2 separate regions of the Mus musculus genome follow, and region 1 is linked to region 2. A link is a contact called in public HiChIP or PLAC-seq data. All regions are on one chromosome and are shown on one strand. The core of a region is the stretch at or near the end of the contact, and the rest is flanking DNA. Distances in the headings are between cores, read along the strand shown.

The links. HiChIP or PLAC-seq counts read pairs in DNA pulled down with a chosen protein or histone mark.
Region 1: a contact with region 2 is called in a FOXA1 HiChIP or PLAC-seq map of pancreatic cancer cells. The contact joins two enhancer-like sites. A contact is called at or near these places in 2 of 39 promoter capture datasets (embryonic stem cells and erythroid cells) and 1 of 115 datasets of contacts at active chromatin or transcription factors (pancreatic cancer cells).

The regions. Positions count from the first base shown.
Region 1 is chr11:100,109,391-100,115,500 of GRCm38.p6, forward strand. It overlaps a transcript of Krt36 not described here. Among named protein-coding and RNA genes, the nearest start is that of Krt36, 6.8 kb to the left of the region's middle. Within about 2 kb of position 3,826, at least 44 of the 459 cell types and tissues checked have an H3K27ac peak or open chromatin away from gene starts, as enhancers often do. A contact at or near this core is called in pancreatic cancer cells, where this site is marked.
Region 2 is chr11:99,124,625-99,130,492 of GRCm38.p6, forward strand. No RefSeq gene overlaps it. Among named protein-coding and RNA genes, the nearest start is that of Ccr7, 28 kb to the right of the region's middle. Within about 2 kb of position 3,352, at least 81 of the 459 cell types and tissues checked have an H3K27ac peak or open chromatin away from gene starts, as enhancers often do. A contact at or near this core is called in pancreatic cancer cells, where this site is marked.

The DNA of each region.
Region 1 (6,110 bases), core at 2,576-5,075, 990 kb after region 2:
TAGCTGGAGACCTCACCGTACAGAAAAAAAAAAAAAAAAAAATAAGAAAACATAGTGGTCTACGCCACTCCCTAACTCTGAGCCTCAGCCTTATCAACAACTGAATAGATCTCCTGCAAGTCATAGAATTGTGAAAGCTATCCCAAAGGAGGCTTGACAAATTAGAAATTAGGTCATTGGTTTCAAACATCAAAACTACTCTGAAACCCACAGAAAAGAAACTAAAGTCAAATGAACTTCCCAAGGCATCCAGCCACTTAAGGAAGTCCTGTCTTTTGCAGCTCTGCCCAATTGTTCAAAAAGATACAACACCCAAAGAGGCAGGCAGTATCTTCCTGCTTCCAGAGTACAGCAGTCCCTTTGGCCAGGATTCTCAGTCCAGTCTCTGACCCTTACCCTAGAGCTGTGGTTCTCACCCTTCCTAACGTTGCAACCCTTTAATACAGGTTCTCATGCTGCAGTGACCCCCCCCCAACCGTAATATTGTCTTTATTGCTACTTCATAACTGTAATTTTGCTATGTTTATGAATTATAATGTAAATATCTGTGGGTTTCCATGGTCTTTGGCGACCCCTGAGAAAGGACTGTTCAAGCCCCAAAGGGATCGTGACTCACAGGTTGATAACCTCTGCCCTAGAAGTTCCTTCAGGTCCAGGCACCAGTTGCAGCCTCATAAAGTGCTCTCTGACCACCATGACTCCGTTTTGGAGAACAGGGAGAAGAGGAAAACAGAAAAGATCCTACTACTTGAGCCAACTTTGGAACACCATCAACCTCAGGATCAGTAGCCAGGTAAATGTCTTTGTTGAAAAGAAGTCTCTACCTTCAACTAGGCTTCCATCTGAAAGCTGAAGTTCTGCCTAGATAAAGCCTGGTTGTCCTATGGGACTCTGAGGAGTCACTCCCATTCTGAGAGAATACAAGGACAGCGTGTTGTGATACATCCAAGGAGTAAGTGAACGCTCCCAGCAAGGGTCTCCTCTCCCCCCACCCACCCACCACCCACCCCCGCTTCTCCAGGCTTTGGTCAAATATGTGGGCTACCACATCACTGTAGAACCCCCAAGGTAACAGAGAAATCAGATCAGATAGCCAATGGCTGTCCCTATTTGAGCAGCCTGCTGGTTCAGGCTTGATCTTTCTGGTTTTCTCATCTCACCTGTTTTCACCATGAGGTCCACATACAGGTCCTAGAGAAGTCCCTACCACAGAAGACACCTGAAAAGTGGTTCTGCTTCCTAACTTCTTCAGACCTCACCTGGGACCCCACCCACCTCCCCCACACCATATAACAAGAAATCTTTCCATATAACAAGAAATCCGTTCAAACGTGAAACACCCGGGATATCTGGCCCCTCCTCCTGAGAAGCCTGGTTACTATATATTCTCCTTTAAACAACCATGTCCAAAGCTCCTGCCAAATGTGTTACCAGCTGATGTCAGATGCTAGTACTAATATGCAGGAACTGGTACACAGCGTTGAAGAAAGCATGGTGAGAAGTAGAAATACTCATAATAGAGACATTTCTAATCATTCATTTAATTTTCCAAAAGGATCCAGGAAATGTCTCACTGGGCCCTGATGGTGAAAGACTCAGGGCCATTCATGGATCTAGGAAAAACTGACTTACCAGATTCAGTGAGCAAAAATATTCTCAATATTTGGAATATGATTATAGTAAAATGTTATTGTCTATCTGCAAAACCAATCCAGCTGAGCAGCCTGGGTTCTGCACGGAAATCTTCAGTAAGGATATATCACTATTTAAGGGCTTTGGCCAAGCATGATGCTACTGTCCCTTGCCTCCCTGACACCATGAAATTGGCTGATACGGGGGACAGGTCAATTAGACTTCCCTTGGAAAACCATGACATTTGATTCCTTTATGTCCCGTCTCAGTAGCTGCTGTGTAGGCCTTCCACCCTCCATAAGCAGTACTCAGAGGTCTGGGGGCTAAGTTGTCATGCCACTATATCAGTGACATTCTACCCTGATCCTTCCACTGGGTGACTCAGCCTGGGCGGGATTCTCAAGTCTCCTCTGCTCCATTTCCAATCCCTCAGGTTCCCAAACTTCTGCCTATCTCCATAGCCACTACGCCTCACTGGACTCAGGATTGTCTGAACACATATCAGCTGGCCAAGGAGATCACCCACCCGATCCCTGACTGCCCTTCAGTGGGGGGCAGGAGGGGGTGATCTTCAGGAGAGCTGATGAAGAATGACAGTAGCCTTGGACAGTGATTCCTTTCAAAACTCTAGGGGTTCCACTCTCCAGGACCCTGATAGGGTTTTTTAATTCCCATTGGATCTACCTTACCCTGCCTAGGTCTTGAAATCCCCTCCTTACTAAGCCCAAAATGCTCTAGAATATCATCTCTCTCAAAATACAAAAACAAAATAAAAGTCCTCTCCCCTGAGAGAGATTTTGGTTATTGCCCCAGGCTTTGGAAGTCTGCTCAGAATGAGCCATGTGTCTTGCCATAGTGAGTGTCCAGGGAGCCACTGGGCCCAGGGGAAAGCCATACCTCTCCAGTCCTCTTGTGGCCATGCTCTGCCTCCATATTTCAGGGCCCAAGGGCCAGCTCTTCCTGCACAACCATGCTTGCCAGCAGCTCCCATCTGGAGAACATGAGCCTCTGCTCAGAGGTACCGAGTCCTTACCCCCTCTCACTCGGCTTTTATGGTCTAAGAATTCCACAGCATTGCTTTTTCTCCCCAGCGTGTTTGAGAACCTGTGGTTTATGGGAGATGCCCTGTCAGGCATACTGGGACAGGGACTTCAGTGTCCGAGTCCACTCCTTTCAAGTATCACTTCATTGAACCACAAAGCAAATCCCCCCCCCAAAAAACACCCCATTTGATTGGCTCAGCGGTCAGCATTTACAGATGCTGTGCAGTCCACATAACAACACCCCTCCTGGTAACAACAGCCAGTCTGTGGCCAGGCCCGGGACTCCAGGCTGTCATTAACTATCCTGCATTCTGCAGATTTGACTTTCAAGCTTCTCTGAGATGCTCAGATGAAAGCAGCCACAGGGCTGTTACGAGCGATCGTGAAAGTTGGCCAGAGAATGTGTGCCAGACACCCGCCAGCTTTCCCAAAAGCCCATCCCCAACAGGTGCCTGAAAGAGTCTCAGCAGCCAACCAGCCACCTGTATCACCCTCCCAAACTCCATGTAGGGACACAGTGCACCCAGCTCTCCCAGAGTCCCCAAAGAGCTGCTCAAAGGAACATAGCTCGTGTACCCTGCTCTACCCAAAACACCAACAGCCCGGAGGGTACCTTCCAAAAGCACATAGGTTCCCTGAGATACAAGAACCCAAAAATGGGAAGAGGAAATGGGTTGCAATAGGGGCATGGGGGATTCTGGGACAATACATCATCAGGCCCTATTGATTACAACCTTGCAATGCCATCTCTCCTGAGCCTTGCTGCAGGCTTCCCTAGCGAGGAACAGTTGGATTCCCCTTCCAGGAAGGTTAGGGAAGTCTCATACCCCCAATGGGTGGTCAAAGCTGCCACCCGAAATAGATGAGCTAAGTACCAGAGAAGTCTTGTCATGGAACTCCGCCCTCAGCCTCACCTTGCTTCTCAAATGCCTTGCTGTCACACCCAGTGCTGGGGACAGACAGACAGAACCTCCTGTTAGGACTAAATCTAAGGTCCTGTCCCTCTACTACCTTGGATCCCAACTGGTGGCCAGGGACCCTGGTCTGCTTTCTGACATGAGTCTGCCCTCTGCAGGGCCAAGGCAGGACAGACAGCCCCACAGGATGGGCAGACATGTACTGGTCCATTAAGGAAGGGTGGAGCCTTGGGGATAGGGAGGTACCTTTTGCTCAAGGTGAGAAGCCAGACGCTTCTTGAGAATCGCAGCATTGAATCACCATGGTAGCTCACCTGCCATGTGTCAGGCTTTCCTGCCAACCCACCCGTGCCCACCTGGGAAACTGACCTAGTGGCTCCTGGACATCCCAGGAATGTACCCTGGTTGGCTCTTTTGTCCCATGAGCACTGAGATCTGGGAGTCTTGTTCCTCTCCACATTCCTGGAGGTGAACACGTGACCCCTGACAAAGTACCAACCAGCTCCTCAGGAAGTATTTTGGAACAGTGGCTCCCACCCTGTGAACTAGTCTGCTCCCTTTGGAGGATCTAACTTGATTTTCCCGTGTATAAAGCGCACATGACGGTGACCTCTCTTGGGATGAAGTAACATAAAGCTGAGGGCTGGGGAGAGCACACACTGTGCAGTGTGCTGGCCTTTTCGGTCTGGTTGTAACCCTTTATCTTAGGGTCTCCTGCCTGACGCACACTCATTCACGGTCTGACACAGATGTGAGTCAGGCACCACTGGGTCATGGTTGTTTGCTCACTATTGCAGCTCTGGGAAACAGCCACTGAGCCTGCGGTGACCTGAGCGCCTAGGACAACCCCCTAGGGAGGGGCAGTGTTGACCCAGCAGTTCTTTCCTCCCTCAAGTGTCACCCCACCAGGTGACTAAACTGACAGATGGAGTCCAAGGCAGAAAGACAGGATCTCCACCCCACCCCTTCTACTTCCTAGACTAGAGGCCTGGGTCAGCCTTCTTCCCAGCTCAGAAAGGCTGTTGGCTGGCCTGACAGAAACACTGCCCCTGACTTGTCCCTCCCAACTTCCCTGAAATACCTGACGGGGCCACAGAGTTAGGGCTTCTCACAGTTCTTCCTGGGATCTAGGTGAAAAGCTCCCAGGCCATAGAGAGTCCCCTCCAGACTTAGGGGTCCAGCTTCTGTCATTGATCCACATAAATGAGTCTCCCTCATATTCTACTGAGCATGTCAATACCAAGACTGGAAGGAAGTTTTGGTCTTGGGGATCAAAACAAGCCGGGGTGCTCAGCTTTGAAAACTCCTATCCTTGACTGGGGTAAGGGCCCCATTCTTTCCTGCCCTTGGTATTGTATGTTTGCTACAGTTTCCATCTTCCATTGTCCCTCCACTCTCCATCTAATTCATCTTTCAGGTCCTGTATATACAGTAGGTATGAGGATGTGGGTGACCCCAAAACTGTTTCTACCTCAAAGAAAGTCACAGAACCAGAAAGGCCATGACCAGAAGCATTACTTGGTGAGCTCTTAGTAACCGCGTGTCAGATTGTTCTGAGTCCTCAGCTTTAATAACCTACGGGGGAGGTAGCCATTAGCAGGAGAGGAAGTGCTCTTACCTAGTTCCTGTCTGTCTGAGAATGCTTTTAAAGATGGAGGTTCTTTCTCCAGAATCAATCCAGTGTCAGAATGCAGTCACACTCCACAGGAAGCTACAGCCTCAACCCAAAACCAAAAACGCTTGGGAGCAAAGGGCATGGCCTGGTTTTCTGTAATGCTTTTAGCTCCTGGCAGAGTTCCAGACGGGGAACTTGACCTGAGCCCCTACCTCCTTCTACAGTGGAGAACAGAAAGGGCTCTGGAATAAATAGAGACTAGATGCTGTCTCTGCTTCAGCTAGCTCAGGCATGCCCAAGTGAGTCCTGTGTGCCTAAGCCAGGTGCGTGTGGCCTGCAAGTGAGAAGAGTATAAGTTATACCAGGGTGAGGTGGGGAACTCAGAGGAGAGTCAAGAAGGAGAGGGGAAGACCAGAGAAAGGGGACAGGTGTCAAGGGTGTCAGAGACCCTCTGACCCTCTGGCCCTCTGGCCCTCTGGCCCTCTGGCCCTCTGGCCCTCTGGCCAAAAATTCTGTGACCAAATCCAAATGTTATCTCAGAGGCAGGTCCCCAGTTCATTCATTCCTCTCTTCCTTCAACAAGCATTTAGCTAAACCCTCCCCGAGATGAAAAGACACAGCCCTGATGTAGTAATATTTAATCCCAACCCAGGGTTTCCACCCTGCCTTTGACATATATAAAGACCCACACAACCTTTTTATTTATAACAAGCCTTAAACAGTGCAAGAGTTGGGCAGATACCCACCCTCTAAGTTATTAGACTCTACTTTCCTATAGGTAGGTCCAAGTTATCACTTATTATGTTTTATCTAGGCTGCTCTAAACTCCAATTGGCCAGCCCTCAGGACCTTGTTTTCATGACTCACCTAACCCATGGCTGCTTCTTTTTCCTCCTCTATTCT
Region 2 (5,868 bases), core at 2,102-4,601:
CTGATCCCTGGCTCCCCTTCATCTGTGGGGTTTGTATGAAGGACATGCATGAGGTTTTAGAAGAAAGCAAGGCTGTTTCTGAGTTTCTTCTGGCTTACACCAGGGGCTTTGGCCACGATACCCCACATATTCTATCGACTTTGATGTTTTCTGATCTTTATTCACTCTGCCTGAGGAATTCTTTTTCTTCCACCCTTCAGTCACGCTCCACCCGCTTCCCTGAAGAAATGAGAACCAGATTGCGTGGTTTGAGCAGGAAAACACTGGCATCCTCACACTGGCCACGGGTGAATGTTTCTCTGCTCCCACCCCTGCCTTGCTGGGAATCTCCAGCTGCCCAGAAGTGACATGGCCAAGCGGGTGGGGGGTGGGGCGGCGGGAGCTGAACTTTGGTGAGCGTCTCATGGACCCAGTTCCTTTTACATTTGGCCATTTGAGGGTCCCTGTGAGGATACCACCGAGCTTGTGAAATCGCAATTCTAGTTCAGCAAAATGCACACTCATCTGGACCTCTGTAGGTGACCCCGCTGGGCATATAAGAAGAGCCTTCTGCCCTGAAGAGGACCCAGGAAGCTCTCAGAGAAAAGAGACGGAAAGGCAATGACAATGAAGCTGTTTAATGTGGTTCAGACACTTGTACCGTAGAGGTGAAGGTGTGACCAGAACATTGAGTTGTCCTTTCTGTTGACATTAGTCTGGAGGAAGATGTCAGATAATATGCCAAAAGCCTGTAGGTGACTCTACATTTGATTATAATCAGAATATATAGTTTACTGAGTGACTTCAGTCAAAAACCTAACTTCTTTTTTTTCCCCCAGTATGGTTGAAAAGGCTAACACTGAGCATGGACAGTGTCTGTCTGTCTGTCTGTCTGTCTGTCTGTCTGTCTCTTTCAGATTTTGGAATAGGATTTTGCTGTTTCCCAGGCTGGCCTTGAATTCACTCTTGCAGCCTGGACTTGAACTTGTGACCTCAGGCCCCTGTGGAGATACTATGAGGATGGCCTGACATAGGAAGTGTGAAGCGTTTATCTGCAGGGCACACAAGCATCAGAACCCACATGAAAAAGCTGTGCCCCTGGAACCTCAGCTCTGGGGAGGTAGAAAGGAGGCTCTTGGGGGCTTGCTGCCCCAGCCAATTGGTTCAGTTCAGGGAGAGACTCAGAAACTAAGGTGGGGAGTGGTTGAGAGGTTAGCCTCTGGCCTTACATACATGCACACATATATGTAGCCATGTAGGTATACCCAAGTACACATGCACACAGATACAGACAGGCAGGCAAGCAGGCAGGCACGCATGCACGTGCTCACACACACACACACACACACACACACACACACACACACACACAGAGAGAGAGAGAGAGAGAGAGAGAGAGAGAGAGAGAGATCCTAGCATCAGGAGGCACTTCCAAAGTTGGTAGCCCTGCCATTTGTATTGGTCTGGATAGGCTAACTGGTCTAACAAACAGGCCAAGAATAGCTAATTGCTTGGAGACAATAGAGTGCTCCTTGTCCTATACCAGGACATACCAGGGTAGTCAGTGGAGCTGCTCAGAGGCCTGCTGACAGTCTGCCACCTCTGTTTGGTGGACAGAGGGGGAAGAGGGAATGAAGGCATGCCAGCATTGTCTCAGAAGGGACACCTCTGCTCACATCCCAGGGGTGAGAACCAACCATGTGGTTCCATCTAAATGCTGTGGCCTCTTGGGAGATACGGTCCCTGGCTGGCTACTCCATTTCTGGTGTCAGGCCTAGACACAGTGAAGGGAAGGAGTCTTCAGGAGACAAGTGTGTCACAGTTTCTAAGTGTGTGTGTGTGAGAGGGGTTAGTTCTAAAATAGGGATGGGGGAGATTTTTTCTGTTTGGTGATCAGGCAGTGTTGCTCAGGGTGGAGTATAGGAGTTGGGCAGGGGGCTCATCTGAGTCAGGACTTCCCCAGGGTGAGCCAGCAGCCAGCAGGGAGGACACAGGTCACCGGGAGTCACAGGACTCCCATGACCAGCCAGGAGGCAGGAAAGTACAGGCCTGGAGAGTCTGTGGTGGAAAGGGGTGGAGAGGTGAGTTGGGGGCCCACCAGGAAGGCCTGGAATGTTGAGATAAGGGCATGGAAATCGGGAGTCATGCCTGCTCTCCAGGCAGTGAGGTCCAGGAGAGTGGGTGCTTATGGGAGTAAGAAACAAGAAATGGGGGAGGAAGCTGTGAAGATGGAGACTGAGAAATGGGGGTTGAGGGGGTGGGAGAGGCAAGCAGAGGGGAAGGAGAAGGGACAGGATGGGGCCTTGACCAGACCTGCTGTTCACTCCTGGGTTCCCTAGGCCTTCATCTAGCAGCCCTTTACCATAGGGTTCGCCTGCTTGGGGCCCAGCTCCCTACAGCCCTGCATGCAGGGAGAAGTCTTATCTCCCCTTTCTCGGCTTTGTTCTCCTTCCAGGAAGGAAGTGGCTCTGGAGGCCTGTGGGTGGGACATTCCTTGGCTTTGCTTACTGTTCCCAGATTTTTCACGATTCCTGGTGACAGAGCTGGCATCTCTAACCAGCCTTGGAGAGGGGCAAAATCCTCAGGAACATGCTGAACCCCAGGGAAGCCAGAGCCCTGTCTTTCAGCTACCCCAGCCCCCTGGGTGCAAAAGCCACCTGCAGAGGGCAAAGCCTGGGCTTAAGAACAAGCTGGGGGCACAGGGATCGGGAAGAGAGGAAAGAGCCCTGCACAGGTTATGAAGTGCCATCAATGAGGCTGTGCCTGTAAGGAAGGAAAACTGACCTTGGAGGAGGTGACATTTGTAATGGCCCCGTGACATCGGTTTCTACTGGCTGGGGTGGTAAGAAGAAATCGGGAGAAGGAATTGGAAAGTAGGGGAGACCCAGGGCTTCTTAGGGGAACATGAATTGGTGCAGGTTTTAGCTGCTAGGTAGGAAGTCAAGGGGACCCTGGGACGTAGTGGGGTCCAATGAAGGAAAGTTAGGATAAGAGCCTTGAACTTCACTGAGCAGACCCTCTAGCTTCTTAAGGCTTCTGGTTAGGGGTGAAGCTGTACCAGAAACTCCTCTGTATTTAGAACACGTCTCCCAGCTGCCTCTGTCCTGACATGGGATCCTTCAGACTTTAGGGCATTTCCAGAAGTTGATCTAGGGGCTGCCTTGCAATTGCACAGACCACATCGAAAGGCCAGAAGACTTGGGGACAGGAAGGTGCCACTCTGCTCTCAAGAATCAGTTCAGGTTCACCCAAAAGGCCTGTGGTCGTGGGAAGCATCAGGCTAGCATGGAAAGAGAACCAGGGAGGCTGGGGCTCGGCCCACTTCTCGGGCTGGGACCTGGGCGTATGAGTAAGCACCTCTGGCCCTTGGTTTCCTCAGCGTGTGACATGGCCGACAGCGTTGTCTGTGGTAAAATGAGGTCACTGCTTTGGTCTACTCACAGTCGTGTTTAATAAATATTAGTTTCCCTCAAATTGGGACTGGCATGGGTGGGGAATGAGGGTGGGTCAGTGATCCGTGCTGCAGATAGCTCAGCTGGGGACAGTGTTAGGGAGGCGACTTGGATCCTTCAGACTTGGCCCTGTACTGTCTGGGCGGAGTGATGTTCCTTCTCGGGCCTCCCTGTCCCTTCCTGCTCCTTTGATATCAAGAGGGCCACTTAAGGCCCCAGTGTCTGTGCCATTCTTCCTGTTTGAACAGCAAGTGCCACCCAACCGACCTGGCAGGGGTTATCTGGCTCTAGAGGCTGTGGGTCCCTAGGAGAGTTGGACTTGGCACAGGGTAGCAAGGGAGGTTGGAGGGAGGGCCTCAAGCCCAGGCTGGCCCAGCACTAGGGCAGACATCCAGGCCACCAGCAGGTGCTCCCTGGCTAATTTGCTATCTCCCTTTCTTTCGCTGGCTTTCCTGGTACTAGAGTCAACAAGAGCTTGTAGGACAAAACTCACTTGCCAAAGTATGTGAGAAGCGGGTGTCGGGGGTGCCCCTCTGGCTCCTCTGCTGTTCTTGGAAGGAGGCTGAGCAGACTCTTGGCCTCCTGTCTCCAGACTTGGCAGGTGGCAGTGGTACCAGACCCGTCTTGGTCCTAAATCTGGCCCTGCATCTCATGAGCTGGGTGATATTGTGTGTGGTATTAATTTCTTCCAGCCTCAGTTTCTTCCAGCTTACAGGTTCCTTGGCTGTAAAATAGGAATAATGTCATCAGTATTGGGAGAATTAAATTGCTAATAGTTGCAGAGTTAACATAGTGGCCAACACAAATCAGGAGCCTTGGAAGCATCGGTCTTCCTCCCTCCCTTGTTCCCAGATCCCTTCTTATCCCTCCCTCCCTCCCTCCCTCCCTCCCTCCCTCCCTCCCTCCCTCCCTCCCTCCCTCCCTCCCTCCCTCCCTCCCTCCCTTCTCTCTTTCTTTCCAGTCGCAACTCTGAGATGGGAGACCTGTTGGCAGGTACAGGAAGCCCCTCTCTTCATAGAACCCCTCTGGACCTCCAGGCCAGGAGACCGAGTATGGAGTTGGCGACCTGACTCCTGGGTGCAGACTTTTAATCTAGGGATGATGTTCATTGTAGCACGACCACTTCTGGGCACAGGCTCTTCTGTAACACTTGTCCTTGAGCTTCACTGAGGCTAAGACAAACAGGTTGGCCAGCTGGAAGAGGAGGAGGTTGGAAACTAGCTGGCCTGGGCCTTTTCCCTTTCCTGGGACTAGTGTCTTCTATCAAAACTCAACAGTGTGGATGGCCCGGCTCACTCTGCCAGCCAATTCAGGAAGAGCCAGAAGCTAATTCACACTCAAATGTTAATAGCAATAAATGAATCAATGATAGTCACCCCCAGGGGTGTTGATGGCTGTTAATGACTTTCAGGTTCTGCTGGCTGCTTTCAGAACAGCTCAATTCCCCTGAGCTACATCTGTCTTGGGCTTAGTCATTTAGCACTCTCAGCCCTCAGCTTCAAAGGCTGGGAGCTCAGGGAGGCTGGCTCTGGAAGAGTATGGGGTCCAAAGAGGGGGTCTAAAACTCTGATAACCAGAGGACACGAGCCAAGGGCCAGGGCTGGGACAGGAGCTGGCAACACTGGTATCATGGAGGTCGCACCATGGAAGTAGTGGTGGAAGAGAGGGTACAGCGCGGAGTCACTCTGACTGTGTGATGAGCTGTTGCATGTTGCTCTCCAACACGGGTGATGTCTGTGTGTCTGTCTGCCTTATCAGACCCTCTGGACACTTCAGATGCTTTTGGCTGGTGGCTGTATCCAGTAGGTTACAGCCTCCTTGGGGCATAGCTGGAAGCTCGCCGGGCAGGACATAGCTCTTAAGAACTCAGTCCTGAGTTGAGCCCAGTACTATATTTCAATCTTATTGGGGTGGGAAAGATCTAAGGGTCATGTTAAGATGCAAATTCTGGGGGCTGGTGAGATGGCTCAGTAGTGAAGAGCGCTGGATACTTTTCCAGAGGACCTGAGTTTGATTCCCAGCAACCACATGGAGGCTCACAACCTTCTGTGATGCCAGTTCCAGGGGACCCGACACCCTTTCTTGGCATTATATATACCAGGCATGCAAGTGGTGCACATCTATACAAGTGTGCACGCACATTAAAAAAATAAAATCAAGATAAAATTTTAAAAAAATGCAAATTCTGATCCTATGTGTGCAGAACCTGGGGTTTGCATTGAGTTTAAGTTCCCAGATGATGGGGTTTGCTGCTGTTTGAGTGCATGCGTGAGTGAGTGTGTGTGTGTGTGTGTGTGTGTGTGTGCGTGTGCGTGCGCAAGCACGCACGCGTGTGCAAAGGACCATGGGCAGGACACTTTCCTCACTGTGATCTCAGAAGTCCCCTCTGACTCTGACACCGCATCTCTCAGCACATAGTAAGTCAGGGATGAGTTTA